Linked DNA regions of Anas platyrhynchos: region 1 is linked to region 2. Evidence: chromatin contacts called from public Hi-C data. All regions are on one chromosome and are shown on one strand. Each heading gives the region's core, a stretch centred on a gene start, on an enhancer-like site or on the middle of the called end of the contact. The rest is flanking DNA. Distances are from core to core; before and after follow the strand shown.

What was found. Hi-C and Micro-C count contacts between places; a contact is called where the count stands out from the background.
Region 1: a Hi-C map of liver shows a contact between it and region 2, with 2.5 times the contacts expected there. The contact joins the promoter of TLE3 here to the enhancer-like site in region 2. A contact is called at or near these places in 2 of 8 Hi-C or Micro-C datasets (liver and skeletal muscle).

What each region holds. Positions count from the first base shown.
Region 1 is chr11:24,141,589-24,148,472 of IASCAAS_PekinDuck_T2T, reverse strand. TLE3 (TLE family member 3, transcriptional corepressor) reads left to right here and starts at 4,799. Exons shown (of 21, transcript XM_072043254.1): 1 at 4,799-5,078; 2 at 5,579-5,697; 3 at 5,803-5,903; 4 at 6,093-6,156; 5 at 6,812-6,856. The coding sequence starts at 5,674.
Region 2 is chr11:24,002,104-24,008,452 of IASCAAS_PekinDuck_T2T, reverse strand. No RefSeq gene overlaps it. Among named protein-coding and RNA genes, the nearest start is that of KIF23, 50 kb to the right of the region's middle. Within about 2 kb of position 2,087, at least 5 of the 8 cell types and tissues checked have an H3K27ac peak or open chromatin away from gene starts, as enhancers often do.

The DNA.
Region 1 (6,884 bases), core at 3,550-6,049, 140 kb before region 2:
CCCTTCCCAAACCAAACCGACCTTGCCTCTGCTGCCGGCCCTACCCGTTACCCTCTCACCCCTCCTGTCCCAGGTGCAGGGGGATGGAGGAGAAAGGTTCGGCTTTTGAGGCTCAGGCCCTCGCTCGGTGCCAGCACGAGGTCGTGGCACATCCCCAGCAGCTTCCCACCCGCCAGGCTCCTCTGCCTGGGCAGCCCCCGGCCGCGGCAGCGCAGCCCAGAGCCTGGGCTGGGCAGCACGGGTATTGCCCAAGCAGATCCCGTGGATGAGGGTGAGGTCAACGGGAGCTTTGCTTGTGAAAGGACCGGGTAATCGGGGCCTGTCGTGACAGCACCAGCTCCCGACGCGCTCCTCTGGCCGCCGGGCGAGGCTGCGGCCCCTGGCAGGGCGCTGAGCGAATTTAGGGTTAGGGGCAGGGGCTGCAGGGGGGCTCAGGGGGACGCCCCTGGCTGCCAGGCACAGCCCTGCCCACGTTTATATGCACTCCTTGCGGTGTCCGTGTCCTGCCACCGCTTCCCTTGGCTTTATTTTTGGTTCTTTTTCGGTTTTACTTCCTGCAGGAAAGCTGGAGCTCAAAAGTTCTGCTGAAGGGTTTGGTAAAAAACACCACGTTTACAGGCTGGGGTGAAACGAGGCGTCTGAGCGCATCAGCAGCCCAAGCCCAGCATCCCAGCCGCTGGGACTGATGGGTTTGCGTGGTTTTGCAGGATGCTGCGTGAGCATTTCCCTGCCAGGAGCCCCCATATCCCCTCTGAAAAGGGCAGAAGAGAAAACGACCCAGCCTGGGAAATGCTGGGGGCCCGCAGGAGGCTGGCGGTGCCCGTGCTGGGTTCGAGGGTCCAAAACACCCCAAGGGGAAGGCCCCAAAGAGCCCCAGCAGCTCCCAGTGCTCCCAGTCCCCAGGCACGGCCCCGCCGGTGCCAGGAGCAGCCGCTGGTGCTGGGGGGGGGGGGGGGGGCTGCAAAACCTCACTGCCAAGAGCAGATAAAACCCCCAGAGCTTCCCCACGAAGCCAAATAAACTTGCTGATAGCTCGCCGTGCTCTCCGCGCTCCGTCATTAGTATGCGTTTCGCTGCCTTTCCAGCTCTGAAATCCTTGTTTAGATAAACTTGAAAGCTGAAGGAAATTTGGCAGGCAGGGTCCTGCCCTGCGCGGAGGGCAGATAGTGTCACCTGAAATGTAAACAGGCGCTATTGACTGGGGCCGGGACCGGCTTGTCAACGATAAAGCCACCTCGCGGGGTGGCTGCCTTCACACAATGAGCGCCGCTTTCATGTTTGGCGAGTTAATCTATTAAACGGCGGCCAGGAAATGAGATGGGAACAGAAGCCACTCGGTTACCGGTGTGTGTGTGTGTGTGTGTGCAGGTTTCTCCTCTTTTCCCCCTCCCCACACCACCTCCCCTGCATCCTAATGGCAAATCTGATGAAGCCGTCCCAGCCCCTTCCAGGATTAACGGGTACCCGGGGAGGTACGAGGGGAAGGTTAAAAAGATATGGAAGGAAAGCTCCACGTCTTGGTTCAGGGCCCGTGTGCCGCAGGGAGGCACCCTGAACCCCGCAGTGAGCAGCCAGGGGTCGGATTTTGGGGCAGGGCGAGCAGCGGGCACAGCGGGGACCCAAAGGGGACGGGGCCCAGTGGCTCCTTCCCCGCAGATGCCGATTGCGCAGGGGAAGCGTGGCTCGGTTTCCCCGAAAGGGCGGCTCTGCGGTGGGTCTGCTCGGTGTCACAACACCCCCAGCTCGGGAGCCGTGCCTGGGGTTTTCTCCCTGAGCGGGGTGGGTGAGGGCGTCCCCGTTTCCCTTCCCCATTTCCCTTCCCGTGGCTGTGAGACCTCGCGGGGTGCCGTGGCCTCAAGCACGCAGCGCGGCTCGGCCAAGCCACGTGTGGGACCTTCGGGGGGACCTTGCATCACCCCAGAGACCCCAAAACCGCCTGTGGCCGGAGTGCTCGGCCCTACAACCCTTGGGGCATGTGGAGGACAAGGGGCAGGAGCGGGCTGGGGCTCCCCTGCTGCACCCACACCCGGTGACCCCACACCCCGAGCACGGTGCCCATCGGGCTGGGGGGGGAGGCAGCCGCTCCTCCTGCCGAGCCTTCCTCTGAGATCGTTACGAAAAAAATCTCAGGGAAAAAAAAAAAAAAAAAACTTCTGGGAAAAGATCATGGTTTCTAATTGGGATGTGCAAATATCAATTTAAGCAGATTTTAAATCAATATGAACCAGAACATTTCCTTTCACCCCTAATTGTTCTTTCCTTTTTTTTTTTTTTTCTTTTTTTTTTTTCTTTTTCAACCAGGTGAGCTTTAATAACCTAAAATAAAACATCTGCTATTTCAGTGCAGCCCTAGCGTGAGGAATATCAATTAACGAGAGGCATTCTTGGTCGTCTGAGTTCACCACAACAGCGCTGGCTGGATGGAAATGTGAAGAAAATTACAACCTTTTCGGGGAAACCATTAAATAAAAATCAGAATTTGTCCATAAATACCGCTGGGGGAGGGAAGCAGCTCCTCTAATGCCTTCTATTTTCAGCAGCGGAACCCAATTTCCAGCGTCCCTTCCCTGTCCCCTTTTCCCACCCCATTGGGGCCCAGGAAGCACCAGGGGCTGTGGGGCCGGCCCCGTCCCAGCGGTGTGGGGTGGTTGGGGGTCACGGTGCCGGGATGGGGACCCTGTGGGTGCCCAGCACCCATGGGAGATCGGCTGTGGATGTTTTTCCCCTATGGGGGGCATTTCTCAGGGGCTTTGCTCATCTTTGGGGGCTGGAGGCAGGACAGCAAGAGCCAGGCTCCATCGGGGGAGCTTCTGGGGGGCTGGCGGCCTCGGGAGCCCTGGTTGGGGGGCTCCAAGCACGGCGGGCAGGGGGTGCCCCAGGGTGGGTGGTGGGTGCTGGGGGCCGAGCTCTGGCACACTGAGTACCTGGCAGCCAGCGCCAGCTCCCCGCCGTGAAAAAATAAAAATGAGAATTAAAAATGAGATAAAAAGGTAAAAAGAAAAAAAGAAAGAAAAAATAAAATAAAACTTTAAAAAATGAGAAAAAATACAATTAGGATAAAATAAAATTGAAAAAAGAAATAAAAATAAGATAAAAATAAGATAAAAATTAAAAAATAAGAACTTAAAAAACTAATATAACTAGAATAAAATAAAAATTAAAAAAGAAATAAAAATAAAATAAAAATTTAAAAATAAGAAATTAAAATAAATAATAAAATGAGAACAAAATAAATTTTAAAAAATAAAAAATAAAATAAAAAAATAAAAATAAGGAACAAAAATAAAATAAAGCATTAAAATTAGAATAAAATAAAATTTAAAAAAATAAATAAATTACAAAAAAAATAAAAAGGGGGGGATTATAAAAGCAGCAGGAAGGCGGAAGGCGGGGGGGGGAGGCGAGGAGCCGCTGCCATCCGCACAGGGGGGGTTGGGGGGGGGGGAGCAGTGCGGCGGCTCCGGCTCCGCTTTGCAAATCCGGTCCGGGTTTTGCGGCGCGCCCCCTGGCCCCACGTGGGGCACGGCGGCCCCGGGCGCGGCGGCCAATGGGAAGGGGGCGCGCGGGCAGCGCCCGGCCCCGCCACGGGGCGCGCGGCAACCGGCGGGGGGGGGGCGGGGGGCGGCCCCCGGCCCCATCGGGACCCCCCCGGGGACCCCCCCTGGGACCCCCCGGGACCCTCCCTGGGGTGCACCGCCAGGGGGTCCCCGGCCCCCCGGTACCGATCCGGGGAGGTGGGGGGGGAGCAGAGGAGGCGCTGGGCTGGGGGCTGGGGGGGGATTTTTCTTCTTTTTCACCCCTATTTTTTTATTTTTTCTTATTTAAATCGCTGCGTTTCATTACGAGGGAGCGCCAAATAATAATAATAAAAAAAAAAAAAGTAAAAAAAAAAAAGTAAAAAAAAAAAGTCAAAAAAAAAGTCAAAAAAAAAAGTCAAAAAAAAAATTAAAAAAAAAAAAATAATATAAAATATTCCTTTGATACACAAAATCAAATTGATATTTAGCCTCTGCTTACTTTTTTATGCATGGCTCCCTTCGCCGCGCGGTAGTGACAGATTGTTTGAGCTGGGAGGAAAAGCCATTCAGAGCTAATTAAGCAGCCATTCCGGGCACTATTTGCAAGCGGGAGGCTGCAAAGCAGAGGCATTTGTCAGCGCTCCGCCCCACGTGGCTTTGATTGACAGCTCCGCCGCCCGAGTGGCAGCCGCGCCGCCGCCGTCCAATGGGGTGGCGGGAGGAGACAGCACCGTGCTCTGATTGGTCGGAGGGGGGTTTGAGTGACAGCTGCCCCACGTGGGGCGGGGAGGCTCCGGGTGACGCGCGGCGCGGGAGCCATTTTGTGCCGCCGGGATGGGGCTGCGGGGCTCGGCTGGGAATGGGGCCGGGATGGGGACGGGACCGGGGCTCCCCCGAGCACTACGGGGCTGGGACCGGCGGTGGAGCCCGGTAGCTCCCTGAGAAGGGGTTCAGCGGGGCTTGCAGCCGCTCCCGGGGCTCCTTTTCCCTTTGTGCCAACCATTTTCCCCGCGTTCAACCTCAAACAGCGTGAAAAAATTTTAAAATCGGGCAAAAAAACAAAAAAAAACACCCCAAACCGGCAGCCCCGCAGCCTCCCGCTCGGGGCCGTCCCGGTGCCGCCCGGTGGCGGGGCCGCCCCTCCCGCGCTGCCCATTGTGACGTCCCTTACGGCGGCGTCCAATCAGCGGCCTCCCCCTCCGCCCCCACGTGGGTTCCCCGCGCTGCCATTGGCTGCCTGAGCTCCGAGGCCGCCCGGGCTGCTGGCCCCGCCCAGCGGCGGGCGCGCTCCGGTGGCGGCGGCGCGGGCCGCGTGCTCCGGGGCTGCCCCAGTCCGCGCGCGGCGGCGGCACCGAGCGGCGGGAGCCGGCCCCGGGGAGCGCCCCCCAGACACCGCGACCCCGCCGCGACCCCGACCCCCCGGATCTCTTCTTCTTCCCCTCGGCCCCCCCAAGCCCAGCATGGCCCGAGGAGCCCCGGCGCCGCCGCTGCCGCCGTTCCGGAGCTGAACCGAGAGCCGGGAGGAGCGGAGCGGAGCGGCCGGTGCCGTCGCTCGGATGTGTACGGCCTTCTCCCCCTCCTCCTCCTCTCCTCCATGGCCGTCGTGCTCCGCCGTTAGTTCCTGGCTTTGCTTCCCCCCCTTTCTCGCCCAGGAATACCTCGGGGGCTCCTTCCTCGCCGCTTTGTTTTCATTTTTTTTTTATTACGATGACCCTTTTTTGGCTGATTTTTATTTTTTTTTTCCTGGTTTCGCTCTTGGAAAGGGAGGAAGGGAGGGGGGGTAAAGCCCGGCGGCTCGGGCGGCGGCAGCAGCAGCAGGGGCTGGCCGGGCTCCGCGGGTGCGCAGCGCCTTCCCCGGCCGAGCCGCGCGGTGCGGAGCCTGCGCCGGGGGGCGAGCGGGGCTGGCCGGGGCCCCGCTGCTTTTTTCTCCCCCCCCCTCAGCCTCCTTTTCTCCTCCTCACCCCTCCTTTTTTCTCTCTCTCTCGCTCTCTCTCTCCCCCCCCTCCTTCCTCGCCTCCTCCGCCCCCCGCACGGACTTTCCTCTCGTCTCTTTGTTCCAGTTCTCGGCCTCTCCGGGAGCGCTCCGTGGCCGGCGGGCAGCAGCGCACGTCGCGATCGTCGCGGCTGGCTCCAGTGACCGCGCCCCAGCCCGGCCATGTACCCCCAGGGCCGGCACCCGGTGAGTCCCGGACCCCCCCTTCCCTTGGCTGAGCTTCCCCCAATTCCCTTTTTCCCCCCCCCCCCCCCCCAAGCCGCTGAGCGTCCCCCCCCCCACTCCCCGCAGGCTCCGCACCAGCCGGGCCAGCCGGGCTTTAAATTCACCGTGGCCGAATCGTGCGACCGGATCAAGGACGAGTTCCAGTTCCTGCAAGCCCAGTACCACAGGTGAGCCTTGGGAGAAAGGGAGGGGGGTAGTGGGGGGGGGACACCTTAAAAAAAAAAAAAATTAAAAAAAAAAAAAGGGGGGGGGGGTGCCGTGGCGAGCTGCGCCCCGTGGTGGCTGACGGCCCCCCCCATACATACACACACCCGGTTGTGCTTTGCTTCCCCCCCCCCCCCCCCGCCCCCCCCCAGCCTGAAAGTGGAGTACGACAAGCTGGCGAACGAGAAGACGGAGATGCAGCGCCATTACGTGATGGTGAGCGGCGGGCGGGGGGGGGTGGGGGGGTGGAGGGGGGGCGGCCCCGCCGCCGAGCCCCCGGCCGAGGGAGGGGTGGAAAAGAAAAGGGAGAAATAAGTAGGGGGGGGTCGTCACCGCCCCCTCCCACCCCCCCCCCCCCCGTCCCGCCCTGCGGTAGCCCAGGCTCGGGGTGGCAGCGCTGAGCCCCCCCCCCCCCCGGCTCCCAACCGCAGGCTCCTAATCGCAGGGGGGGGATGGGGGGGGCGTGGGAACACCGGGACCCCCCCTCCGGTACCCCCCCGGCCCCCCGGTGCTGCCCCCGGGTCCGGTCCAGCCCAGCCCTCTGCGTGCCCCCCATGGGCTGGCTGGGGGCTGTGACCCCCCCCTGGAGCCCTCCAGCCCCCGACCCCTGGGTTTGAGCCGCTTCGTGTCCCCGGGGGGGGGGACATGGGAGGGCTGTGGGGTGTCCCCAGGGCGAGCCAGAAACATCTGCTGGCTGTAAGGTGTCATTTCCTCGGCTGCCAGCACGGCCCCCACCAGGATGCTTTCTGGTAATGACCTTATGCAAACGCCGCCTGGTAAATGAATTCAAATTCACCTCGGCTCCTTTTTCTTTTTTTATTTTTTTTTCTTTCTTTTTTTTTTTTTTTTGGTGTGTTTCTCCCTCCCCCAGTACTATGAGATGTCGTACGGTTTGAATATTGAAATGCACAAACAGGTGAGTAATGGGAAGGGGGGAGGTGGGG
Region 2 (6,349 bases), core at 838-3,337:
GAAAAGCTACAAAACATCTAATTTTGGTGTGCGAGGGACTGGTGTCGGGGCTGGGACTGGTGTTGGGGATGGATTCGGCCCTCGTGGTGCTGCAGATCCTAAGAGCTGGGAGGCTCAGGGGCCTCGAGCAGCTGCCGGGGATTCCTCGAGCCCTGGGCGTGCCGGCACCCAGCGCGTCGCGCATCAGCGCCTTTAATGAGCAGGGCAATTAAACTCTCCCACTCCCGGCCCGGAGTGTTTTCTCTCAGCACCGTCACAGGGGAAATTTCCAGTGCCTGCTGCAGGTTTTTATTCCTCTGCAAGATGAAAGCACCGAGAGCTCCCGTGGGGTTCACTCCCCAACTCCCATTGCGGCTGCGGGACCCGGGTCCTGCCCCTCGTGGCGCAGGGGAGGTGCCGCGTCCCTCCTCGTTATCCAGGTCAAAGCTCCGTGCCATCTTCACACAATTACCTTCCATAATTAGCTGCAATTAGCCTGCTGTGGTTTGGAAGCCTCAGCAAGGGTTTTATCTAGGAGAGTGCTGGCGGTGCTGCCTTCCCCTTGGGCTGGGGGCTGCAGCTCCCTGCCCCGGCTGCGTGCCACCTCCTGCCTCGTGCCTTCCCCATTTCTGAGGTCAAATCACCTGCAGAGAAATAATCGGCTCCTGCTGGTAATTTACAGTGGGATTTCCCAGCCTCACCCCCTTCCTGACAGCTTTCCCCTTTTGGCTACCTTTGCTCTCCGGCCACCAAGGGCTGGGTGTTATGGGAAGCCCCTCTGAGGGCTGGGTCGGACTCCTAAATAAATATCTCTACAGGCACACACAGGCTCCTAAACCTCACCCCGAGGCGATGGGGGCTGGCAGGAGCAGTGGCCACAGGGACGGGGCTGCTCTGCGGAGGAGCCCCCAGCAAAGGCAGGCCACGGGAGCATCTCCCCAGCTCCCTGCCCCAGGAGGACCCATGCCCTAAGCGGTGCCAGCGAGATGTTTGTTATCACACCTGGCACTTCCTCTCCAAGCACTTTAAAGCTTTAAAGCAACAAAGCAACAGACCGTCCCTGGAAGGGCACACAGCCCTGCCTCCTCTTAAATGCACTACCCAAAGTATTTCGTGCTGACTTTATTCCTCAGTGAACTGCTTTGGTTTCAGGGTGGGGAAGAGCTCTGGAGCAATAAAACCTCTCAAGGGCTAGAAAAAAAAAAAAAAAAAAAAAAAGCCCATTTGGTGGGAGCTGTCACATCTATAACCAATATCCCCAAATTGTGCACTTTTGAAGATTTCTGAAGAATTAAAGCAGAAAAAAAAAAAAAGTCACTTTAATGAATAATTCAGGCTTTTTTTTCCCCATCATCTCTGGACCTTTCTGAGCTATAATTTCAAAGATAAAAGAACAAACGAGCTCGTTTCATACCCTGGCATTTGCGCCACCGTCCTCCCGAGCCGCTCCCAGCCCCGCAGCCGGCGGCGGCAGCAGCAGCAGGAGCTCGCTTCCAGCACACGAACCGGCTCGCCGGGCACGGCAGGGAGCAGCGGGCAGGGCGAGACCTCGGCCCAGCCTTCTCCATCCAGGAGTTTTGCAACCGACTTCAGTGGAGCCGGGGTTTCGGCACGGCAGGCGGCCAGGCAGCAGCTGGCTTCATCTCCAGAGCTTCAAGAGCTCGGCACCGGCCGCTCGGTGGTGCAACGCCCCAAAAGGGCACCACGTTTGGGCAACCCTGCTGCCCCTCGCCTGCGGAGAGCCACCTGGGTGCAGGGGCTGAGCAGAGCTGCTCTGCCCCGTGTGCCCCGTGGGGATGCTCGAGGGGAGGCAGCTCCGCAGGCGAGCCGAGTCAGGCTCGCCTCTCGCCCCGTCGCACAAGGCGCACCCAGCCAAAACGTTTCCAAATCTCTGGGGAGCAAACCAACGCGCGGCTTCCTTCCCCAGGCCTTCCCTCTGCTGCTGTTGTCACCGCGAGGGAACCTGCTTTGTTCTCACAGGTGCTGAGCTTCCTCGTGCTGCGCTTTCTCATGATCAGGGAACGCCAAGCAGCTTCCAGCCCGGGTTAATTACTCAGTAATAGCAGCAAAACACCCTCAGCATTCTTCCGGAAACACACTGCAGCCAGCACGGAATGTGATGCAACGCTCTGATTCATCCCAGTGTCTAGGAAAATATCAGAGCAATAAGCTGATAAGGAAGAACAGGCCCAGCGCAGCTCATTTTCAACCTGTAATTAGAACAGTCTGGGCAGGAATTGTGACAAAGTTCCCCCTGGTGTGGCTCAGGGCAGGCGTCCCATCCCGTTCCTCTGCAGGGGACAGGGACAGGACCCGAGGGAATGGCACGGAGATGGGACAGGGCAGGGTCAGGATGGGTGTTAGGGAAAGGTTTTGCGCCCAGGGGTGCTCGGGCACTGGAAGGACTCCCCAGGGACGTGGTCACGGCACCAAGCTGCCAGAGTTCAAGGAGCCTGTGGACCAATCAGACGCACAGTCTGATTTTTGGCTGGTCCTGAGCAGAGCCAGGAGTTGGACTCAGTGATCCTGGTGGGTCCCTTCCAGCTCGGGACGTTCTGTGCTTCTTCCAGACGCACCTGCAGGAGCCTCTGGGCTGCGCTCCAGGGCACGGTGCCCACGCAGGAGCGGCTGGATGGCACCGTGCTGGCATGTCGGGGCTGTCAGTGCCACTTTTGGGGTCCCAGGGTTGCAGGAGACGCCACCTGCAGCCTCTACACCAGGTTCCCAGGCAGGCTGTGGTGTCAGATCTCATCCAGGGCCACCCAGATGTCCCCAGCAGCACAGTGGTGGCTGTGTGTGACCTCCTGCTCCTCCTGGGACCCCGGAACCGCCTGTGCAGGAGCGCAGGGCAGGCCCCTTGGCTTTCCAAGCAGCTGAAGCCAGGTTCTAGCAGTCCCCTGGTCCCTATAGCACTGGTACCCACAGTGCTGGAGCCAGCCCGGGTATCCCCATGGAGCCAAACCCCCTCGATGGCAGCCACACGCCAGCGCAGGGGGGGCTCTGCCGCAGCCAAAGCAATCCCCACCTCTCCTCCTCTTCGCTGGGGCTGAATGTCAGAGCCCCAGGCTGTGCCGTTCCACCTGGCGCTCAGGGAAGGAGGAGAGAGTTCATTTCAGGTCCCACAGCCCCAAACCATGCCACTTTCTGCCGCGTTAATCAGCACCGAGGGCTGCCCGCGCGGGCGGCGGCACGCTGCCACTGCCATCTGCTGCCGCGCGCCGCCACTGCTCCGGGCCTTGGGCTCCCCAAAAACCTCAGCAGCTTTGAGTCCCTACCACTGCACTTTGCCCACGCACGCCGCACGCACGTGTCTGCAGTGCTCTGAAAGGTCCTGAGCCAGGGGTTTTACTCCCCGAATAACCTGCAGGCTTTCCTTTCGCCTATGCCTGCTTAGCAAGTCCTGCGCAAAGAGGCTGCTGTGACCTGCAGGTCACCCGAATTCCCATCAGGACAGGCAGCCATCACCCTAAATGCCATCAGAAGGGCTGCTGTGAAGACAAGGAAGCTCCCACTTGAACCTAGGCGATTTTTCCCAGTGAGGAAGGGCCACGTGAATGCGCCGGGGCCGTTCCAACGCAGCGCCCAGGGCCGGTGGTGCAACAGCGGTGACTCAGGACGCGGCGTCTGCACCCTCTCACCCCTGCTGGCAGGCACTGCGTGGGCTGATGTGCCTCGGGACATCGGGCACAAGTGCTGACAGCTGCCCACCGAGCAAAACTGGGGCAGGGGAGCAGCGCTGCTCAACCCAAGTAACCCGCCAAGGCCACCAGCACCGGCTCGTGCTCATTTACTGCTCACCCCCCAGCATCGTCCCCAGCATCTGCAGCGTAATCTCCTCTGCACGCCGGGCAGCCAGCCTGCTTTCTGCTTGACTTGTTTCCCTCTGCAAAAAGCGTTCTCTAACCACCATTATCTAATATTTAGCAGCGCGCTGTAATAAACAAAGTGTTAGAGATGAGACTACACGTCGCACTTAGTGTTAGGCTGTGCATTCCAAATGAAAAGGCTGTTAGCAGGGTGAAATATTGTTCTGTGCAGCTTTTAGGTATTTTCTGCTCTCGATCAGAGCCCAATTAGATTCCTTTCCGAGGGAAAACGACTCTTTGAGGCACGGGAGCCGAGCACCTTAGCTGCAAAAAAGAAGCTTTTAGAATAATTGTCACTTAGCACAAAGATATATTTGGTTACCAAAAAGGAAAACTCTGCAGATCATTATCTGTCCCACTTATTCTCCTTCCACAACACGATGAATTAAAGATGATCTGCGCTGCCACAAGCTGCCACCCAGGCAGACACCCTGGTCCGAGTGGCGGTGCCCCCCTGGGGGCTGGAGCGAGGGGTCCCCATGGTGCTGGGTGCCCCTGCAAGATGGGACCCAGCGCTCGGTCCCGGAGCACCCCTTGGGCACCGATTCTGGCTGCACTCTGCTTTCTTTCAGATGCAGATTAAAAGCATCTCCCGGTTTTATGGAAGAGACTTGAGCCAAGTTCCAGCCGCCTACCCCAGCCTGGCAGCCACTCCAGAAAAACATTTGGCCTCCATTGTTCCTCTTTGTTTTAATCTGGAATCCAGATTTGCCTGGAGTCCTCTGAGTACTTTTTCCTTTTTTTTTTTTTTTTTTTTTTGTTTTCGAGTCAGGTGTTTTCCATTCACTGATAACATCGCCGTGTTTGTTCCAAGATCACCTGCATAAACATGATCTCAGCGCAAGGGGCAAGGTTCAAGAGTTGAAATCTGCACCATTGTGTGCCTGTGTGTGAGCGCGCCTGTGTCAGCCAAACCTGTATTTTGTCCCTTCTAATTATACCTCACCATATTAACAGATAATAGCTGTACATTTAAGCAAATTATCTCAAATAAAAAGAGGACAATAATTACACTGTTTGTTTTTGCTCCTTTCATTGCTGGAATTATTCTTTGTTTGCCTAGAGTTAAATATTAGCGAGAACCTTTCTGCACTAATGTCTGCTCAGTTGCCTTTTACTGTTTTAAACCAGCAAGAGTCAGTAAAAGTTTGGGCAAATATTAGATTTGGCAGAGTTTGCTGTTTGTATCAGGAAACCGATTGGTGTTATTGATTGACAGATGTGACCAAATGTTTAGAAAGTCTGTCCTCTATTGGATTCTGCTAGGTGTTTCAGCAAACAGTCCTAATACAAGGCAAACAGAGTTATTGGAAGAAGTACCAGGCTGTGTTAGCACAGCAAACTGAGGGCTATGCAAACAGCTTAAAAGAATCTGGCCACCTTCATATAACCTTTGATGTAGGTATTGATCCTTCTGAAGGTGGCAAAAAGTTTGAACAGGGAGCAGATTGAGTGGGATCAGATATATATAAACACCGTAAGAATGTAAATGTTATCTTTAAGCTACACTGTCGCTTTGGTAATGGATGTCTGTTTGGAATTTATCTTCTTCCAAATCTCTAAATCCATGCAGCAATAAAAATTAATAATAACTTTTAGATAGACTGCCTCCTAAGTCTCTCTCTCCTCCCCTGATAAGCGCAGCATCAGGCATCTTTAATTCTCCTAAGCCGGGGACAGGGGCTTGTGGAAAGCAGCAGCCGCGGCCTCGAGGGCTGCTGGCGGGTGGCCAGGCTGCTGGGGTGGCACGTGGCCGGGCTGCTGGAGCTGCATGGGGGTGCAGAAATGGGGAGCACGGGGATGTGCCAGCATGGGGAGGTACAAACGGGGAGCACTGGGGTGTGCCAGCATGGGGAGGTACAAACGGGGAGCTCTGGGGTGTCCAGCACGAGGGTGCATCAACAGGGCGCACGGGGATGCGCCAGCAGGGCAGCACTTGGGTGCTAATGGGGTGGTACGACCCCAATTTGGCCTTGTTTTCTGGGGCAGGATGAGGTTGTGACTTCTATCTGGGCTCCTGCATGCTTTGCAGAGGAAACTGCCTTGCAAAAGGCACTCGGAGGCAGCCGTGCCTCAAGGCAAAGTGCCGCCGTGGTGGCACCCCATCGGCACCACCGCGCCCCAGCAGCCAGCTCGCCGCCAGATGCAGGAGGCATCCCACAGCGAGGGCACGCATCCGAGCAGCACAGCCTTGTGCAGGAACCCACAGCCTGCTCCCACCTCCCCGTTTTTGCACCCTGGTGCCTGCACCATGCACCCATGGGTGGGCAGCCGGGCTGGTGGCCGTGCCGCGCTCTGCAGCAGGGGGGGTGCACGAGGTGCGCGCTCAATTTGCATCTGACATTACCCTGGTGTGGTATGTGGAGCAGCTCCGCATGCACAAGTGACCATTCATGCATCCCAATGCCATCTGTGGTGACAATTACCACAAGCACACATGTAATCAAGGTAATTACGCACACAAATTGGGCGTGTGATTGCATGGGCATTTCTATGATTTTTTT